2 separate regions of the Astyanax mexicanus genome follow, and region 2 is linked to region 1. The links are chromatin contacts, called in public Hi-C maps. All regions are on one chromosome and are shown on one strand. The core of a region is the stretch at or near the end of the contact, and the rest is flanking DNA. Distances in the headings are between cores, read along the strand shown. Region 1 overlaps itpr2 (inositol 1,4,5-trisphosphate receptor, type 2). Region 2 holds the start of bhlhe41 (basic helix-loop-helix family, member e41).

What was found. A called contact is a pair of places that touch in the nucleus more often than the background predicts.
Region 2: a contact with region 1 is called in a Hi-C map of muscle, with 15 times the contacts expected there. The contact joins the promoter of bhlhe41 here to the enhancer-like site in region 1. A contact is called at or near these places in 2 of 3 Hi-C or Micro-C datasets (both in muscle).

What each region holds. Positions count from the first base shown.
Region 1 is chr9:21,199,301-21,202,051 of AstMex3_surface, reverse strand. It overlaps itpr2 (inositol 1,4,5-trisphosphate receptor, type 2), which reads right to left. Exons shown (of 57, transcript XM_007250570.4): 37 at 2,741-2,751. Among protein-coding and RNA genes, the nearest start is that of itpr2, 46 kb to the right of the region's middle. Within about 2 kb of position 1,416, the one cell type or tissue checked has an H3K27ac peak away from gene starts, as active enhancers do.
Region 2 is chr9:21,283,095-21,285,845 of AstMex3_surface, reverse strand. bhlhe41 (basic helix-loop-helix family, member e41) reads right to left here and starts at 1,389. Exons shown (of 5, transcript XM_007250572.4): 1 at 1,165-1,389; 2 at 1,010-1,073; 3 at 111-218; 4 at 1-10. The coding sequence starts at 1,226.

The DNA.
Region 1 (2,751 bases), core at 167-2,666:
CTGATGTTTGGGAGGTTCAGGCCTTTGTCTTGAAAGCTCAGTTCGGTGTGTATTTCCCCTGCCTTTCAGATCTCCTACGTATTTTTGACCTTAGCATTTAACAGTAAATGTGTTTTCTGTCATATAAGCTTGTCATTATTGCATTTAAAAGTGCAGAAAATAATGCAGGCTCATATCAACATATTTGGGCAAGGTCTCAGTTTTTCAAGTGTAAAAAATGGTGTGAAAAAGGTCTTTAAAAACTTTAAATTAGGGCAGTGGTTTGACAAGAATCCAGGAGTATACTGAGACGAGTTGCAATACTGTAATCAAATTTTGTTTTAATCAAAATTATAAAAAACACTCTATCATACACTATCATATCAAGCTTGATGAAAGAAAAGTTTACTTTTTATGCAGTTGTAATAGTAGGCTCTAACAACAGAGTACAACACTGCCCTCTAGTGGTCGGGGTTCAAACACAACATTACATGATGCACTGCCTGACACCAATCTTTACAAAAGTTTTTACAAAAAATCAATTGTGTGTTTTTTAAACATCAATACAGTATTGCAAAACGCAATATCGCTATATGATAACAACATTTTCTTTCACCCCTACTGTACACAACTTTTTTCACCCATATTTTATTTATTTAATTTTTTTGACTTTACAAAACCTCCATGAACAGGGTTGGGAACCACTGCCATCTTACATTTGAACTCCTCAGAAACATCACTTAGAAAATGAATAACTTGTAATTAAAATTTGTTATGACTGGAAAACAGATGTAAAAAATGAAGAGGGGCCACTGACTCCTTTTGACTTTAAACTTCTTGATGTTGAAGTTTATTACAGAAGTCAACAACTCACTAATTGCTAATTTAATTCCGAGCCTCTCTCACAGTGCTGCTCTGGGATGAGCTTTAACCCTGTGCATAAATAAAGCTGCTCTAAATGACTGCTTCGTCTCTAATCATGACCTCAAAAGCAGAAGCAGCTGCTGCATGAGAACAGAGTGAGTGGAAGGTGTGGAGGAGAGGTGGGGCTGCAGTACTATTTCTGCTGTGTCAAAGCTTCAGTAACTCTGATCACTCTCTCACTTTCTATATCTCTCATCCCTCTCTCTTCTCTTTCTCTCTCTCTCTGGCTGCAGTCAGCTCTCTGCAGTATTGATTTGTTGTGCTGGGTGTTTTTAGGCTGCTGGTGTGCTCCTCTTCCCTATCTCTCTCTCTCTCTCTCTCTCTCTCACTTGCTCGCTCTGTCCTCGCGTGCCTCTGGCTTATGCAACGACTCCCCGCTCTGTCCACTGAATACTGATTAGCTGTCTGGAGCTCCAGACCCCGAGAGCTCATCCAGCCGGAGCCAACAGCACCAGTGAGGCCTGAGAGGAGGGCTTAGTTCATTCATCCCACACACACACAGGCGCAATACACCCCACAGCTTGCAGAAAAAAGAAAGGGGGGGGGGGGGGTCAACAGGTTCAAAAGCATCCCTCAAGTTTCCGCATCCCTCTAGCACCCTCTCCTGGTGGCTGCTGTCACCCATGGCAACCACACAGCTCCAGCCCTGACCTCTGGATATACTCTCGAGACTCCTTCACAAACCAGCCACTCCAGCACACGGCTCTGACTCATCACAGCTAGCCTCCACATCCCTGCTGCAGCAAACTTTACATCTACCACACAAACCGTAATGGAATCCACCAGCAACAACGCTGCGCATCAGCCAAGCAGATAAACAGTGCAGACGCTTCATAGTGCGCTATTTCTCACTGACGTTCTGTACCAGATGGTTGGTGTCAGAACTGATCTACTGGTCAAAAAAGGCTGAAGATTAGACTTTCCATACTGCACAGCTTCTAGAATTTCAACAAAGAACAGTACAAGTATTTGCAGCTATTAACGCGGTATTATCACTAACATAACCTTTAATAAGAAGTAAAAATGTGTTGGATGGGCAGCTGGATGCTATGGTGTTGCTAATGTAAGTGCCTTCTATGCTATTCCAGGCAGACACAAGGAGGCTTATAGTTTCTCTGGATGTTGGTGAGTGGTTACTAGGTGGTTGCTATGGTGTTGCTTAGGGGTGCTACAGTGTGGCAAATGTTTAAGATGTTGCTTAGGGGTTTCTAAAGAGTTGCCATGCAGTTGCTTTAATATCCCAGGTGGTTGGTATGGCGTCCCAGGCTGTGCCCCAGATGGTGCTGGTTAGGTGGTACAAGTGTTTTTTTTTTTCAGTGTTGCAATTAAAGGGTGCCAAAAGTTTTGCACCCAAACCATTACTATAGAAAAAAATGTGGAAAAACTGTTTGTGTCACACCAAACAATCAGACCAAATAATCTGGAACTGGAAAAGTGTCAGTATCTCAAAAGGTGTGGGACAAGCAATTCATTGCTCATGTTGTGGGTTTGATTTTTACTCTGGTCAGTGTGTCTGCATAGATAGTCTAGTTTACTCTCAACATCCCTGATACCCTGTGATGGACTGCAATCTTATGACCCTGTGAACAAGGAGTTCAAAAGATCCTTTCATTCATCCTTCTAAATGCCTAAGATCAAAACCATTAAAATATAATTTTTGAACCATTTAGATTATTGCTTAGGCTGTACAAAAAAAGCTAAGAATTAAAACGATAATCTACTGTTTAAAACAATTATAGGGAATAAAATATATGTATATAATATAATTTAATAATTTAATAACAGGGACAGAAAAGAAACAAAAGAAGAGGGACTGTAGGAAATGCCTCTCACTGACCCGATCATCGA
Region 2 (2,751 bases), core at 140-2,639, 84 kb before region 1:
GACCCAGCGTCTACAGGAACATACCAAATAGAAGTTTATTAGCCATCAACTTTCATAAGAGTCTGGAAATGCAGGTTTGTGCAAAACCGACAAACTTGGGAATAGCTTACCGTCAGCTTTAGATGTTCGGGTAGTAAGTCTTTCAGCTGTCCGATACATTCATTTATCCTGTCCCTCCTCTTCTTCTCAATCAGTCTGTGGGGTAACTTGTAAGCGTCCTGTGTTTGAAAATTAAAATAAAGTGTGAAAAATGCCAGCACTTTAAACATCAACAATCAATTTTTACATGATTTTATTTAAATACTAATTAATTAATTTTAATAAATATGGATATAAATAAATTATGTATAATATTTAAATATATGCATTATTATAGCCCAGCAAATACAGAACGTTGCTATCAAGTTAAAATGTCAAAATGTGTTAATATTGACGTTGTCTCAGGAAGGTTGTCAATTAGATAACTACATACAGATACAAACTACATTCAGTCAGAACTGATTTGTGCAATATTTTAACGGCAGCCAGGAAGATAAGGATTAAAGTGATTTTGTTCTGTATGACTTAGTTTGTTTAAAAAAACTGAAAATCATGCAGTAAATATTCAAAAACATATATAAGTAAATATCGGATGCTCTAAATCATATACATTTTAGATGTATTTATTTAACTCACATTTTCTAGCAATTATATGATGGTTCGGACTTTTAAGAGTTAAGAAATGGTACCGCACGGAATCATTTTAGCAAAATGCGGACTAATTGTAACTGTCTTTTACAGTAGTCTGTTGTCATCACACGCTGTCAAAACCTTTTAGAAAATATCGGATATTGTTTTCACAACTTTCTAAGAAATTACTATGTTTCAACGTGGTGACAACGTACAAATCGCCAAGCAGACAACAGTATGGCACCAAAAGAAAAGGCAGTCAGAAAGATAACATACTGTGCTGGCTGGGAAAGATGAGTTTTATTATCTATATATAAGTGTTTAAATAAGCGATTCTCACCTTTCCTTCCTCTCTCTTCATTCCTCTTTTTGATTTACACATGTACAGAGACGAATACTCGACCCTAAAACAAAACAACAACCACACACAGCACTTAGAGAACTTATTCAACTGTAAGCAGAGAGTCAGTAAACACTGATACAAACAGCACTCACCCCAAGAAATCTGCATGATCCAGGAAAGGTCTGTCCTGCAGTCGCGCTATTCTTTCATCCATAACTTTCTCCTTCTTTCATCCACCTCTTCTCGTAGTTCAGAGGGAGATCTGTTCTCTAAGGTCGGTTTTGTATTTCCGAGAGCGGTGAAAGTGTTAAGGGAGGTGAGGGTTGTGTATGTGCAGCAGTGCAGCACTTTCAGAATGATGTCTGCACTCGCCTGAGCTCGGCTGCCACTTTGCCGAGGCGTGAAGTTTTTTTGTCGTTTGTTTCCCACCCGTTTTCTCTGTGGCTCCGCCCTGCGCTGCTGTGATTGGCTACAGGTAAAATTCACCCGCTGAATCCGCTACAGGACTCCCAGCCAATCGTAATACACGAGGGCGGGGCTTACCTGACAAACACGGCAATGTTGTGACAATGTTAAATGAGAACTTTGGAGTAAAATGGACTTTAGGTGTAGTAAAACATGATAAAAAAAGTACTTACCTTTGATGAACAGCACACCGTTCTCCCACAGCGTTCTGAGATCCAGAAATTTTAACAGTTTTTCCAAACACACTTCAGGCTGGGTGACACAGGGCATAATTTGCCCCAATCACTTTTTCCATCGTTATCCAGGCTCAAAGTAGCTCCACACCTCCTTGCTAGAATACGAAGAGCCCTGATATTTAAAACAATAAGCTTATTAGAAACCACTGTTTACATCCCATAACACTAGCTTCAGTTCCTTGCGCTGCCATCCATGTACGATAATGACAAACAGTACCTACTCTCCTAACACCTCTAACAAACTAACCACTTCTAACCTCATTTCCTTCTTCCCATCCTTCCCTCCTCTATTACACTATTTCCCTTTGGCTTTCTTTAGACCTGCCTAAAAATGGTTTTGCCTTGAACTTCTGTGTCCTCTATTGCTAAATGTACATCATTATTTGTAAGTTGCTTTGGATAAAAGTGTCTGCCAAATGTATTGTTTTGAATGGTTGAGGCTCCGAATCTACACTCACAATGCTTTAAGGTTAAAAGGTGATTCCCACAGAAAATATTATTATTATTATTATTATTATTAATAATAATACAAAATATTATTTAAATGTTTCGTTCTACACTGCAATGCCACAGTTCATTCTATATAAATATAATACAAACAAGTAGTATATATTTGTAGTATTAGAAATAGTTATCTTAAGGATGTAGCCTGTGTTTTAGGACCTGCTGGCAAAGGTGATTCCTGTATCTTTGAATGAGCCATATTTTTATTGTCTTTAGTTTCATCACAGCTTTCACACACTTAGGGGTACATGCATATGCTAGTTTTTGTGGCACAACCTGTCTTGATTTGGTAATGCTACATTTGAGTTAATGTACAGCTAGTGAAACTATAGGCCCAGAAACCAATGCAAATGTTGGGGAACTTTTCCATTTAAACTGAGAAACTTTTCCATTTAAAACTGAGAAGCAACCTGCAATGTTCCCCTAAGGTGCCTTATAATTTCATTTGCGAATAATCTTATTGAGAACGTAAACTGTACCACTTTTTCCAACAATGCACCAAGACTGTAAGAAAATAGACTATGTTGTGGCATT